Linked DNA regions of Mus musculus: all the other regions are linked to region 2. The links are chromatin contacts, called in public HiChIP or PLAC-seq maps. All regions are on one chromosome and are shown on one strand. Each heading gives the region's core, a stretch centred on a gene start, on an enhancer-like site or on the middle of the called end of the contact. The rest is flanking DNA. Distances are from core to core; before and after follow the strand shown.

Region 1 (4,719 bases), core at 2,207-4,706, 490 kb before region 2:
TGTGTGTGTGTGTGTGTGTGTGTGTGTGTAATTCAAACTCAAAGAGGCAGAGGCAAGAGGATTGTGATTTTGAGGCCAGGCTAGACTAAACAGAAAGACTCCACTTCAAAAACAAATGAATGAACAAAGAAACAACAACATCAAAACAAAACCACAGAAAGGGAGTGCAAAGGAGGGAAGGAGAAAGGAATATAGGATCCCATATACAATGGTGGTGGGACAGGAGGGGAAAAAAGAAGAAAAGTGAGATAGAGATTGTAAAATATACACAATACAGCACAAACAAAACAAAACAAAAAACACCCACTGGATGCTGTAAGAGAATGCACATCCTTGCAGCTCATTACCGAGCCAGTCTGCATGGCTTTAACCATTCATGGTTTGTCTTGTTTTCCAGTTTTTCATTCCTGGGAGAATCTCTTCTTGACTCTTGTTGCTATTTCTTTTATTACTGCTGTGGAGGGCCAACAGAGCCCAGACTACCCAAACCTGCCTAGAATGAGCATCAGCAGCACCCTTAGTTCTTCATTTTAGCACGACTCAGCCAGCACTCTTGTGGGTCTCTTAACCCAGCATGGAGGAGCCCAAAGCAGCCAGGTGCCACCGGGTGTCCAGCTCTGCTGCACATTCTGTTCTCTGACCAGGATCTTCCTTTGTTGGCTACTAGGAGTTCCAACACAGGAAAATGTCTTTGAAGGCGTGAAGCATACATAACTCCTAGAATGGTTCATTCGCTCTTATTGAAAGAAGTGGTGCCCCCACAGCTACCCCTGAGGCTTCCAGCTGGGGGATTCTGGTTTGCGGGGAAAGCATCACCACACATTGGCTACACATATTATATGCCACAGGACACCATGTAATTTTGCAATGCAATCTCCCAATGCGATCTTAAATGATTCCTAAGAAGTCACATTCCACAGAGTGCCCCTGATCATTAGCTGTATGAATGGCAACTTCAGTGAATCCCAGGGCAGCCTCCCCGTGCTCTTCTGCCTTTGGCTTTAAGATTAGTCCTTTAGTAATTATATGATTTGGATGCAGTTGAATTGAAGTTTAATGTTGTCTCCAAGTTTGATCTTCGTTGTGAGGATTAAAAGGATACAAACTTAATCTGACTGTGGTGTTCAGAAACAGGGCCCCTGGGAACAGAGAGAAATAAATGTATGCAGGTCTATTTGCTTGGTTGCTCTCAGATCACCTTGTCCTTCCTGTTATTGTTCTGGACCACCTGCCTAGGGAATGGTATTGCCCACAGTGGGCCAGGTCTTTCCACATAAACCCCCTAACAGTCATGCCCACAGGTCAAGATGATGTGATAATAGGGTCTGAAGGGTAAGGCCCCTTAAGTTTCCTGACTGATTTACACTCATCCTGTTTCTTGTTGTGGGAATGCCCTTTGGTGTCCCAGGACTCTGAAGCAAGGAGGCCATCACCAGAGGAAAGCCCCTTAACCTTGCCCTTTCAAAATCATGAACAAAATTAATTTCCTCAAAAGCACAGGTATTTCATCATCGTGATGTAATGCCAACTGATAGAGAAAACTGGTACTAACAAGTAGTTCTCATTTAAAAAGGGAAGTAGAAAAGATAGTTATGAATGGATGGGGGAGGTGCTGAAACAAGAGGATCAAGTGGGGAGGGGGTGGAGAGAAGCGGATGAGGGAGAACATATGAAAGCAATCTAAGTGAAATATCAAATAATAAGGGAGACAGTCTCATCTGGCCATCTCTTGATACCAAATGAAGCTTCCAATAACAGAATTGGGTTACATCTAATTAAGTTGTTGGCCAAAGGGGTCCCATGGGAAACCCCAAACAACCCAGGCTGTTGCCAAAACAGTAGGTTGCTCCCCCAAAAACTTGAGACAGCAAAACCCTATTGCTGAAGACAACACCTACAGAACTCATTGAATATGGACAAGTCAAGCTAGTGTCTATAAGAGCCTTCATCCCCACATCCTAGCATCTTTAGTACAGGAGGTACTCTGCATGCTACCAAAAAAGAAACATCAATACCGACCCAGCTACAAACCCTTTGATCTGCAATGGTGTCCATGCTGCAAGATATGCTAGGGGAATGGTGGCACAGAGCTTTGTGGGATTCCTGAGTGAGCAAATGAGTGGGTCTCTGACTCTTGTGCCTCTCCTGGGTTCTTTTCCTTTTGTTGGTTTGTCTTGTCCAACCCCAATGACATAATTTTTGTTTTATCTCATTATATTGTACTTTGTTATATTTTTACTATTATCCCCTAGAAGCCTGTTTGTTTTCTAAAGAGAGACAGAAAGTGGGCGGTTCTAGATAGGGGTTGGGGAAGAGGAACTGGGAGGAATGAAAGGAAACCAATCATAATATATTACTGAGGGGGGATCTATTTTCAGGCTGGGTGGTGGTGGTTCATACCTTTCTTCAGCTCTAGGGAATTCAACTCCCTCTCTGGTCTTACATGCATACACTGACACCATATATACACACAATTAGAATTTTTTTAAGGAAAAGAGACTAAACTGTTTTGAGTGGGGCAATGTAGATAATTCTGGTAAAGGCACAGAAGACAGAAGATCAAGGAAGAGCAAGGACATGTTAAGGACTGACTACATGGTTGTAATTAGGATGCAGGCAGAAGAAACTTTGTCAGTTAAGGCCAGTCTAATGAGATCTCTGTTAGAAATGAGGATTGCACTTGAAACTGAGACCAGCATCTTTAACTTGCAGCAAAGAACTTGGATGGCTCTTGTCTATGAGCTGAGGTTCTATGGAGAGTGAAGTAAGAGTAGAGAACGTGTTTGTTTACTGGAAGAATCTCAACCTGGTACAGCATTCAAGATGTGGCATAAGTGTTTGAACTGGTTGGTTTGGTGGTTTCAATGAGAGATACATCCCATAGACTCGGGCATTTGAACACCAGTGTGTGTGTGTGTGTGTGTGTGCGCGCGCGCATGTGTATATGCCGTATATATGTGGGACCCCACAAAGACGAGTAAAGGGAGTTAGATCTTCTGAAAGTGGAGTTGTAGGTGGGTATAAGCCACATAATGTAGGTGCTAGGAATCAAACTCTGGTTCTCTCAAAGAGCAGGATGTGCTCCTAGCTACTGAGCTCCCTCTGCAATCCTATGCTGGTTACTTTGAATTGCCAACTTAAAGCATTTTGGCAAGGGTTGTAATGAGGAATTATCTAGCTCAGGTAGGCCAGTAGACATGTCTGTGAGGAATTGTCTTGGTTGCCTATTGGTGTGGGAAGACCCAGACCACTGCAGGCGGCACCATTCCCTAGGCAGGTGATCCTGAACAATAAGAAGAGAGAGAAAACTATTTGAGGGCTATCAACCAAGGAGGCCTGAACGAGTTGATTTCCTTGTTCTCTTGACTATGGATGTGATGTTACCACCTACTTACATTCCTGCGTTGACTTCCCTGAAATGATAGGCGGTGACTTGAAATTTCTAGCCAAATAAACCTTTCTCTTCCCTAAGTGGTTTTGCTTGTCAAGGCATTAGTCACTTCAGCAGGAATGAGTCAAGAACAGTTTCAATGAGTGCTTTCTCTCAGATTAACAGGCTCAGGAGCAAAGGATCCCAGGATACAATGATCTGGAAAAAAATAGCTTGGCCAGAGAAAAGCAAGAAATAAAGGCATATAGGGCACAGGGTAAAATCATTTGCTAAGAATGTCAACACAGATAAAAGGGAGCCAGTGGCTTTACATTAAGACAACTGGAAAGTCCTCCAGAACATCTCACAAATCTAAAGAAGCAACCTCCTTCAGGGTGGTGGACAACAGGAGACTGAGTCACTGGCAGGTGTCAGCTTGCACCCCAAAGGAAGCTGCCAATTGTTTCCCAAGTGTTGGTTACAGATTGAAAATGCACCAGCCACATGCGGGTGCCCCGGTCCATATGTGCTCTTACTTACACATTTAGAACTTGTGTATGTCAGTCATTGGTATAAATTGCTATTGCTTTCTGGGTTTGATTTCCCATTTCTCTGCTGGTTAACTAAGTTTGCACAAGTTTTGGCCATGTCTGTTTCCATTTCACAAGCCACCTGCTGTGCTTCCTGTCAACTGATGGATGGGATAATGCATCTTGTCTTGCTGGTTCATGGGGGATGCTAGTGTATCTCCATAGAGATCACAGTGCTGCCCATAAACATCCTGGAACTCACAGAGGTCCCTTTACCTCTACCTCCCAATTGCTGGGATTAAAGCTGTGTGCCATCATGGGCGGCTCCTTCCACTCTCTTCATGGCATACACATACAAATAAATAAATACAAACTAAAAATAAAGCACTTGGGGGGCATTAACGAAGTACCTTTGGTGTTTCTGGTGTTACTAACAAGAGAAGATACACCCTGAATGTGGCCACACCATCCCATAGGCCGGGCTTCCAAACTAAATAAAAAGTAAAAGGGAGAAAGCCAGCTGAGTTGGGAGTTCCCATCTCTCTGCTGTCTAGCCAGCACCATGGACCAAGGGGCTCTCTGTCAAGGTACACGCTACATTCTCTGAACTGTGAGCCACAACAAATCCTTCTTCCTTTAAGTTGATGTTTGTCAGTTATTGGCCACAACACACAGAGAGAAGTAACTATTGGCCCAGGACATGCTGCCCAGATGCGGGTTCGAAACCTTGCTGCTGTGAGCATGTTTTATCCAAGTGAGGAATAACTAGGCAAGGGTGCTGGTTAGATTTCATCAACACAAACTAAAGTCACATGGAAA
Region 2 (4,658 bases), core at 404-2,903:
CCCGTGCTCTTAAGCTAAGCCTATCTCTCTAGCCCTGATAAAATACATTTATTAAAAAGCTATTCTGTGTGGTGTGGTGGCACACACCTTTAATCCCAGCACTCAGGAGGTGGAGGCAGTTGGATCTCTGGTGTTTGAGTCCAGCCTCTATACAAAGCAAGTTCCAGGACAGCCAGGGCTGTTTACACAAAGAAACCCTGTCTCAAAAAACCACCACCACCACCACTACCACCAAAAAAAAAAAAAAAAAAAAAGATTGACTATGGCTATGGGAGTTTGTGTGTGTTCTAAGAAAAACCTGCATCACATGTATGTTAACACCAGAAGTACCTATGGTATGAGACCAGAATCCACCTTGAAGCATCACACTTCAGGGGCAAAAATACAATGTTGAGGCACACGAGAGAATCTTGGCTTGGTTAGACCTCTACTTTTTCCAATTTAAGTTTATTTATGTATGCTGTGTCTGTGTGAGGATAGGTATCAGATCCCCTGTAACTGGAATTACAGATGGTTGTAAGCTATTGTGTGGATATTGGGAAGTGAACCCAGGACCTCTAGAACAACTAGTGCTCTTCACCACTGAGCCATCTCTCCAGCCTGAGAAGAACACAGGGATATAACTAAGCCCTCCAGGTTATGGTTCCCACCCCTGTGTTTCAGGGGCCTTGTAAGTCAACAAGGAACCCAAGCCCAGAGATGCTGTGCTATTCTCAGCAGTCAACTTCACTGTATGTGGAATTAACTCAAACCCAAGCTGTTGGGCACTCCTGTGGGGGACTTTTTTGATGGGATTATTTGAAGTGGAAAGACCTACCTTAAACCTAGGCCACAGCTCCTAGTGGTAGTTTATGTAAAGGACATGGAGAAAGAAAGTTTCTGCTCTTTACCTGCTTGCCCTCACTGTCAGGCAAGTCCATTCCTTCACTGGCGTTAGAGCCTATTTCTTTGGGATGGTGACATATACACAAAACCAGCTGAGACACCCAACTTTGTGGACCAAGTAAGGATCAAATGTTTGAACTTTCCATTGGGAGACAGTCAGTTCTAGAATAGTTGAATCACAGACTATAAGCCACTCTAATAAATCCCATTTATAATGGATTCATTCTATCAGTTGTTTCTCTAGAGAAGCTCAATTCAGATGCCAATCAAGCAAGAGCTGTCAAAAGACAGCCAAGGCTAGATCTAGAGGTAGTCAACACAGTGGTCATGGTCACTAACCTACTGACCTAGAGAGCATCAGAGGCAGGGTGTCCCAAGCGAGTACAGCAGGGATAGGAGAGAAGAAGGCAAGCAATGCACACAAGGGAAGGAGTGGGAGCTCTAGGGGCTGGGATGCAACGGGGGTCTCCCCCAGCACAGAAAAATAAAGGCATTGCAGGTAAAAAACAAGTGGGCAAGGATTAGGTGCCTCCCTACCACGGCCTCAGAACATAGGCATCCTGAACTTTATCCTGTTACTTAAAGGAAGTGGTATTTTGACCACAGGAATGTAAAATTTTTTGTCTTCAAAAAAAACCAAAACTCGAGGATGTAAAAATCCAAAACATAAGCCATAGCAGTTTAGGTAATGAAGCTACCGAGGAGAATAATCTTTATTAGGGTGGCAGAAGAGGCCATTGGAAAGGTAAGAACAGTGAGGCAGCAGGTTTACACAAGGAAACCACAGCTCCACACCCCACCCATGCCAGGCAGTAGGCAGCAGTGTCCACTTATGCTACTACTGGGATAACAAGCCCTTGAAGGGGATTTTGCAAACGGGACACTGGCTTTGGCCTGTGACACAGTCAGAAACTAAATTGCCAACTGAACTGTAGCTTCTGCTACATCACAAATCTTAATGACAAATTGGCCGGCCCCTCAACATTAGCACTTAAAATGCATTAAGTCGGTCAAAACCTCGATCACCACAGGCCTACATGAGGTGGGGTTATCAAAAGCATGGTGGGCCTGAGAAAGGTGGAGCTGAGGTCACTTATATACTCCACTATGTCAGCTGCACTAGAGGGCAAGGCCCACACCAAAGCTACCAGCAAGTGGACATGCACCATAGTTCTGCTACTATGGCCTCGATAAAGAGGAATGTTTTAACACTGACAGTCAACTGTACCTAACAGCTAGAGTGAAGAAGGCCCAGAGTGAGCCCATCAAAGACAACAGGACTAGGCTCTGTCAGACTCCTGTCACTCTGGACAATTCCTTATAAACTGTTGCCTACAAATAAAAAAAGGCAGGAGCCTACACATGAGATCCTTGTGGTGCCTCCCACTCTGCCTGGCCTTTCTTCCTTTTCTTACTGCATTAGATATGTGCAAAAGCTGTGAGCACCCCACAGGGAAGACTCTGTCACTGACAAGGGCCTCCCCTCGCTGCTAATTACTTATAGGTGAGTGTGATCTCCAAACTAAACAGGGAAAACAAGGTGCCCTACATTGTGTCCACAACTGGCTCTGTCATCCTCCAAACAAATCTTGAGATGGGGCTTTATAGTGGCCATGCTGGCAGGTACACCAGGCCACCTGACATGATCGTTTTGTTCACTTACTGGTCTACCCAATGCCTGGTAGACACCTAGACAAATCCAGAGCGACTACAGTCACATAGTGTCTTTAAGCCTGGTGCAGTGTAGACAACAGGCATTTTTCTATCAGGGCTTTTTGTCCAGGGTGACCCCTGAGGCTCTTGTTCTGTTACCAGTGACAATGCTCCCCACAGCACAGCTCATTGCGCAGTTATCAAAAACACCAGGCCCTGAAGGTAGGAGCTGAGTCTCACTGTTCTGCTGGTTTTACAAATGCATTAACTGTGGAGCCAGTACAAGTGCCACTCACAAGGCCCAGAGGCAGCCCCAGCTCCTATACGATGCAATGGATCACATCTTTCAATGTCCCAGAAGTCAAAATAATCAACGAATCAATTACAGACAGCAATTTGGAAGTTAGGTATGAACAGATTCCACCTTACCTAGAAACGCATGAATGATTAACACAAAAATTACACCTAAATGGGGAAAAAAATTGAAAAGGAACTGTCAGCATGAAAGAAAATGAAATGCACAAAATTATACAGGAGGCAACAGCCACATTCTCAAGATACAAGAGCTTCCAGTAGGGGTAGGAGCAGCTTCAGCGCACCAGAGCTGCATGCCTTCCCGAGGTCAAACTTTATTCCCTCTTACAATAAACAACTCCCAGACAACACTGTGTGCAGTTTTTTAGTGATGATTCTAGTTACCTTCCACTTTGGAGGGTGCACATGAAGCCACAGAACAATCACACCTTGACCTAAGGACAGAAGGACCACCCCTTGGGTTGCCTGCAACAACAGCTCTACACTGTACCCCCATTGCCTACTTCTGAAGCTTCTTTCCACCCCTAGACAATGCAAAAGGTCAAGTGTTTGTGGGGTTTTCTACTAATCTCATGATAAGTTGGGTGAGAGGCTCTCTTCAAAAACGGGGATATGAGAGGAGACAGAAGGCAAAGGGAAAACAACAGGAAGAAGAAATAAATGGGAGAGGGGATGCAATGGAGGCTATGTGAGACAAGCACAGCACAGAAGCCAAGGTGCACCAAGTTGGAACATGCATGTGACAAGCTGCCCTGGTCCCTGCCAACTGTACTGTGACCATGTGTCCATCCTCTGCTCACAGAGCATGAATAGCCAACACCCCGAGGCTCACCAGGTAGTATAGTCTCCATGACCCATGAGTGACCTTTAGAGGGGAGTGGCATTCGTGTGGGTGGTGGCAGCTTTCCCATTTTTCCCTCTGGAAACTTCCCAGTGTGTGCATGCATTCTCAGCAGCACAGCAGTCACACCACCAAGTCGCTGCACTGACAGCTTTTAGCACACACTCCACCCAGGGAAAACAAGGACAACAGACAGACACTAGCCAGTCAGAGATGCAAGGCACAGGGACACCAGGCAGGGATGCATTCCAACAGACTCCACACTGTCAAACACAGGAAAGTATGGCTGCACTAGAGCAGCTCAGGGCATCCTGCCATCGGGTGCCAAAGCCCCCTAATGAAGAGTCTCCTGAGACCACAGAGAAAACCCCAAGCTTCCAGGTGAAACTGGTGGTGCAGATTGTCGTTTCTTTTGCCAGTCTTCCTGTCCTGCAACAATCACTATGCATATGTATATGTACATACGATGCTTTTTTGTCAATCTCCTAAGCAAAAATTCTGATTACAAGCTAATTTTCTTTACTATCGCACACAATCCATACCAGGTGCTCTGCTGATGCACACGGGTGCTTCCTGTCACAACATCCCTCTAGGGAAGAGCTGGAAGCAATGCATGTTCAAGTCTACAGAGAACTAGTAACACCTGGTTGGATCTGACGCCTAATGTTCCAGGCATATGAGTTGCCTTTCCTCAACTGTGGATTTTCTGACATGTATATTCTTAGCATCATTGCCTCAAAGTGGGAACAGCTTCAAAAGTCCCACCGTGCAATACTGGTAGGCTCAGGACGTCCCCAAATTACTAACCTTGGGGTTAACATCAGCATCATCCTCATCTTCTCCTTCTTCATCACCTTCCAATTCCTGTATTAGAGAGACAAAAAAATGATGACTAGGGTGTGACCAAAGAGCATCACCTGAACCTGTACAAAGTAACACACAGCTTACTCTGCACAACACTTGC
Region 3 (4,035 bases), core at 1,335-3,834, 340 kb before region 2:
ATAATCCCAGACTCACCTGCATAAATGCTAGCTCTCCTGCCATGCACAGAAGTTCACCAGGATGGGGTACCAGGACCTGCACATGGTCCAGGCTCATCTTTTGTCCTTACCCTGGACACTTCGTGTCACAGCTGGCCTGGTAAATGGCTCTTATGCCTCTAGGTCACCCTCCATCCTAGGCCATTTCCTTTTACACCTTGGTTTCTGTCCCTGATCACTCAAGACCCTGTCTCATCTATACAACCCCTACTCACAGCCATTCCCCAAACCTCTTCTGTCCTCATGTTCCCAGATGTACCCACGTATCAGTAGTCAGCCCTCCAAGAGGCAACTAGCCTCACTTGCCAGAGTCCACTCCCAAACCTGAGAGCCTGTGTGATCCTCTGCCTTGTGCCCATGTCAGTCTATTCCTCCCATGAATCCTTGGGCAGGTATTCTCCTATTCTCATGGGCTTTCCTCCCTGTGTATAGAAAGAGGCACAGGGTTCCTGCCTTGGTGGATACAGGAAAAGCTGCAGGCTCTGTGCTCGCTGTTTATCCCTGACGCAGGAGTCTCAGCCACAAAGCCCTCTGCAGCCAGGATTTAGCCTAACTCTAGTACAGGGAACAATGGTCATGGTGGGAGGGGCCACTGTGTTCTCTTGCCTTTTGTCTCAGCCCAAGCTCATTGGCCCAAGGACAGCCCTTTCTTTTATATCTCTGGGACAGAGCTCAGGGCCACACTCCATCAATGTCCCCTGGCCTTGAGTCCTTGGTTCTGGCAGCAGCATGTGGATTTCTCAGGGAGGCCCTTTAGGGAGCTGGACAATACTGGTGCATTAGGCTGGTACTTTTATTGGTGGGGGGAGCATGCTAGCTTTTTAGGTGGCTGTTACAAGGTCTGGGGGATGCTGGGATGGTCTAAATAGGCAAGGGGTTGGAAGGTGGGGGTGAGAGTACACCCCACACACTAAGCCTCTGAGGACATGGAGAACCCAGAGGATGCAATGTGTCTGGGGTCTAGGGAGGCTTTTGGGTGCACTGGGCCATGAGACCCTTTGGGTGATAGCCCATAACCTTTGACCTCAAGTGGACAGCAGGAGCAGGCATGGGGGTGAGGGAGGGGTAACAGGTATTTATGTGTTCTGTTGAGAAATTTGAGGCCTATCATTCAACACTGGGGTTGCATTTGGATTATGTCTATAAGACAGGTGAGCTTCAGGCCTGGCCCTGACTGAGCAGGGGTGACTATGCTGGAACAACAGCTGGTATCAACCCTGTGGTCTGTTATACAAGGGCTAAGCTCGCCCCACTAACCCTGCTATGGACTAGGGTGTTGTTACCTGAATTAAACTGTCCCCCACAGTGTGTCTCCTACAGACTCACACTACTGCTAAATGCTAATTCTTCACTGGAGTTCCAGTGTGACCTTTGGTCTGAGGGCTACTCCTCCTAGGTCCAGTATATGTGCAAAGCTGGTGAAAACCATTTTATCTCTGTCTAAACACTAGATATGGCTACATTCTACCTAGGACAGGGTTGTTTTCCTATGTCTCTTTCCTAGAAGCCCCTGAGCCTTACTGATTAACTCAGCCTGGCCTGCCCTGGACATAACTAGCCAGACATTTTCAGGGGATGAAGGGGCTCAAGTCCGCTGAATCCAGGCTTCACACTGTGTTCACATGCTGAATTGGAGATCTGTGTAAGGGGATCTTGCTGTTTCACATAGCCAATTCCAAAATGGGTTTCCCTCCAAGTACTAGGTCAGGGGGCACCTGTAGCCATCAGAAGCCATTGCTAAGGAGATATTTGAATAATGACAAACATCTGCAAATGAGAGAAACTCACTAGATGATCAGCCAGCTGGGTGATGTATGGCCATGAAATTGGAACAGAGGCCTTCTGCCTGGGCTAGCACTGTAACTAAATATTGGGACTTCTCATGGTCAGGCATGCTGTCTCCCATGAAGTCATATCCTGTGCTGGGGATTGGGAGTATGTTTTTCATGTTGGCCAAAGATACACACAGTACTTTGGGCAACAGCCCTACAGACCCAGATTCTCAAGAAACAAAGATGAATCAATATCCCTGCAAGCCAGCTGCTCAGAGATTGTTCATTTGCCCGTTCATTCATTCACTCATCATTCATTCATTCAACAGGCCAATATTGAGCTCTGACTGGAGTGAACGAGACTATGGCTCCTCCCTGGTATGCTCAGCCAAACTGGGCCCATCATTGCCAGCACTCTCTCGCTCTCCCACACATAGCCACCCCCCCCCCATTCCCAATGAGTTCACTTCATGGGCCAAATGCTTTTCTCACAAGGAAGGAGCTATGATCTCCCAAGCTCACTCCTTCCATCAGTCACTGCTCATGCCCAAAACACAAGCCAGGTGGTGTACTATTTTGTCTTAATTAAAAGCATTTATATATGATGTGCAGTATTCAGCCCTCACTCATGGTGGACTCTCCAGCAGCCGACAGGTGGGGGCAGGGCCAGCATGTGTCACCCTTCAAAGAGGAAGTTCCCTCCAGGGCCAGGCTCCTGAGGGAGGCCAGGCAGGGAGCCAGCTGGAAGCAGGCCTGAGCAGCACAATGCTTTGTGGCTTCTCGGGTTTGTGGCTTTGCACAGTCCCCTAACATATGTGGGAGTGGTTTCACCTCCTCACCCCAGGCCTTCCCCAAGGGCCTCATACCAAAGAAGGCTGGCTGGGAGCTGGGGAACAGGTCTGGGACAGGGCTGGAGACCTGGAGGCCACCATAGGCTGTAGTTCGCATGGAATGTATACTTATTTCAAATCCTCCCATCACCCACTTGTGGTGCGGCTACTCACATTTTCACGCCATAGCAGGACTGAGGATCAGACCTGAGCTGCCCAGGGGTGGAACAAGCAGGAAGGGGATTCTCACTCAGGGCAGCCAGTCCCTGACAATGACCCTGTGGCAAGAGCTGGGAGAGAACGGAAACTGGCAGCAGAGTATGGGTATCCCAGACCAGACCTTCTGACATCACTATGCCATAGCAAGCCAGCCAATGCCTCACCCTCCAGATACTGTGCATGTGACAGGTCTTTGGGTGTTTCATTGAAGAGGCAGATAGTGAAGGCTAGGGAAGGAGAGGCTATTCACCAATCAAAGGCAAGGCCCCAGGCTTACCTTGACTTCTCTCATGGTGATTGCCAGGCCGCCAGCGACCGTCCCTTCAGTTTGTGTCAAGGCTGTGTGAACACAAAGCAGTACAGTTGCTCTCACCCAGTGCTGTCACAGACTGGGAAGGCCCCAAGATTGCTGCTAGCTGAATTATAAATCATGGTCAGAGGCTGAGTCTGTTTTTATTGAGAGAGCTAATGGATCCACTTTGTTTTTTTTTTTTTTAACTTGGTTCTCACACCAGTCACCTGCAATTATTTATTTACCTTCCTATTCATCTACTCAACCAACCATCGACACACCCATCCATCTATCCATCCGTCCATCCATCCATCCATCCATCCATCCATCCATCCATCTGTCCATCTATCCATCTGTCCATCTCTCCACTTTCCCATCCTCCCACCTTCTCATTCATCCATCCATCTACCTATCCATCCATTCTTCCATTCATCCATCTATCCATCCACTCACATGCCTATCCATTTGTCCACTCACCCATCTCCTCTTCTATCCATCCACCTTTGTGTTGATCTGTCCATCCACTGCAGTAAGTAACCTGGATGACAGCCTGGGTTTCTCTAGCTTGTAAAGCCTCCCTTTCAGTGCACTCTGACTTCAGAGTGTATGTGGATACATTGGGAGAGGTCTGGTCTGTGTGAATTGACCTAGGAGAGTTATTTCACATCCGTTGCTGCCCGTGCCCTTGCTTGATTCCTCTACTGCCTCTGGATGGATTGGGGGGACTTTTGTACCCAAACCTCAATAGAGGCTATGGATGGTGGGTACGGTGTCTCCAGTGTGAGGCAGAGCTGTGAGCTATGCTCTAAGGGAGACAGTCCTCAAAAGACACATGTCCTTGAACCCTCATTTTCAGATATAGAACTTGAGCTCTGTTGATTCC

What was found. HiChIP or PLAC-seq counts read pairs in DNA pulled down with a chosen protein or histone mark.
Region 1: a FOXA1 HiChIP or PLAC-seq map of pancreatic cancer cells shows a contact between it and region 2. The contact joins two enhancer-like sites. A contact is called at or near these places in 3 of 115 datasets of contacts at active chromatin or transcription factors (embryonic stem cells, fibro-adipogenic progenitors and pancreatic cancer cells) and 4 of 9 other capture datasets (adipose tissue, embryonic stem cells, liver and 1 more).
Region 3: a contact with region 2 is called in a FOXA1 HiChIP or PLAC-seq map of pancreatic cancer cells. The contact joins two enhancer-like sites. A contact is called at or near these places in 2 of 39 promoter capture datasets (the HPC-7 cell line and cranial neural crest) and 5 of 115 datasets of contacts at active chromatin or transcription factors (embryonic basal ganglia, embryonic limb bud, kidney and 2 more).

What each region holds. Positions count from the first base shown.
Region 1 is chr7:143,022,180-143,026,898 of GRCm38.p6, forward strand. It overlaps R74862 (expressed sequence R74862), which reads right to left. Exons shown (of 5, transcript NR_110354.1): 5 at 1-1,139. Among named protein-coding and RNA genes, the nearest start is that of Tspan32, 19 kb to the left of the region's middle. Within about 2 kb of position 3,457, at least 7 of the 459 cell types and tissues checked have an H3K27ac peak or open chromatin away from gene starts, as enhancers often do. A contact at or near this core is called in pancreatic cancer cells, where this site is marked.
Region 2 is chr7:143,515,883-143,520,540 of GRCm38.p6, forward strand. It overlaps Nap1l4 (nucleosome assembly protein 1-like 4), which reads right to left. Exons shown (of 16, transcript NM_008672.3): 14 at 4,502-4,558; 15 at 2,968-3,003. The coding sequence ends at 2,998. Among named protein-coding and RNA genes, the nearest start is that of Gm23297, 13 kb to the right of the region's middle. Within about 2 kb of position 1,654, at least 5 of the 459 cell types and tissues checked have an H3K27ac peak or open chromatin away from gene starts, as enhancers often do. A contact at or near this core is called in pancreatic cancer cells, where this site is marked.
Region 3 is chr7:143,178,392-143,182,426 of GRCm38.p6, forward strand. All of the region lies in intron 2 of Kcnq1 (potassium voltage-gated channel, subfamily Q, member 1), which reads left to right. Among named protein-coding and RNA genes, the nearest start is that of Gm28821, 40 kb to the left of the region's middle. Within about 2 kb of position 2,585, at least 62 of the 459 cell types and tissues checked have an H3K27ac peak or open chromatin away from gene starts, as enhancers often do. A contact at or near this core is called in pancreatic cancer cells, where this site is marked.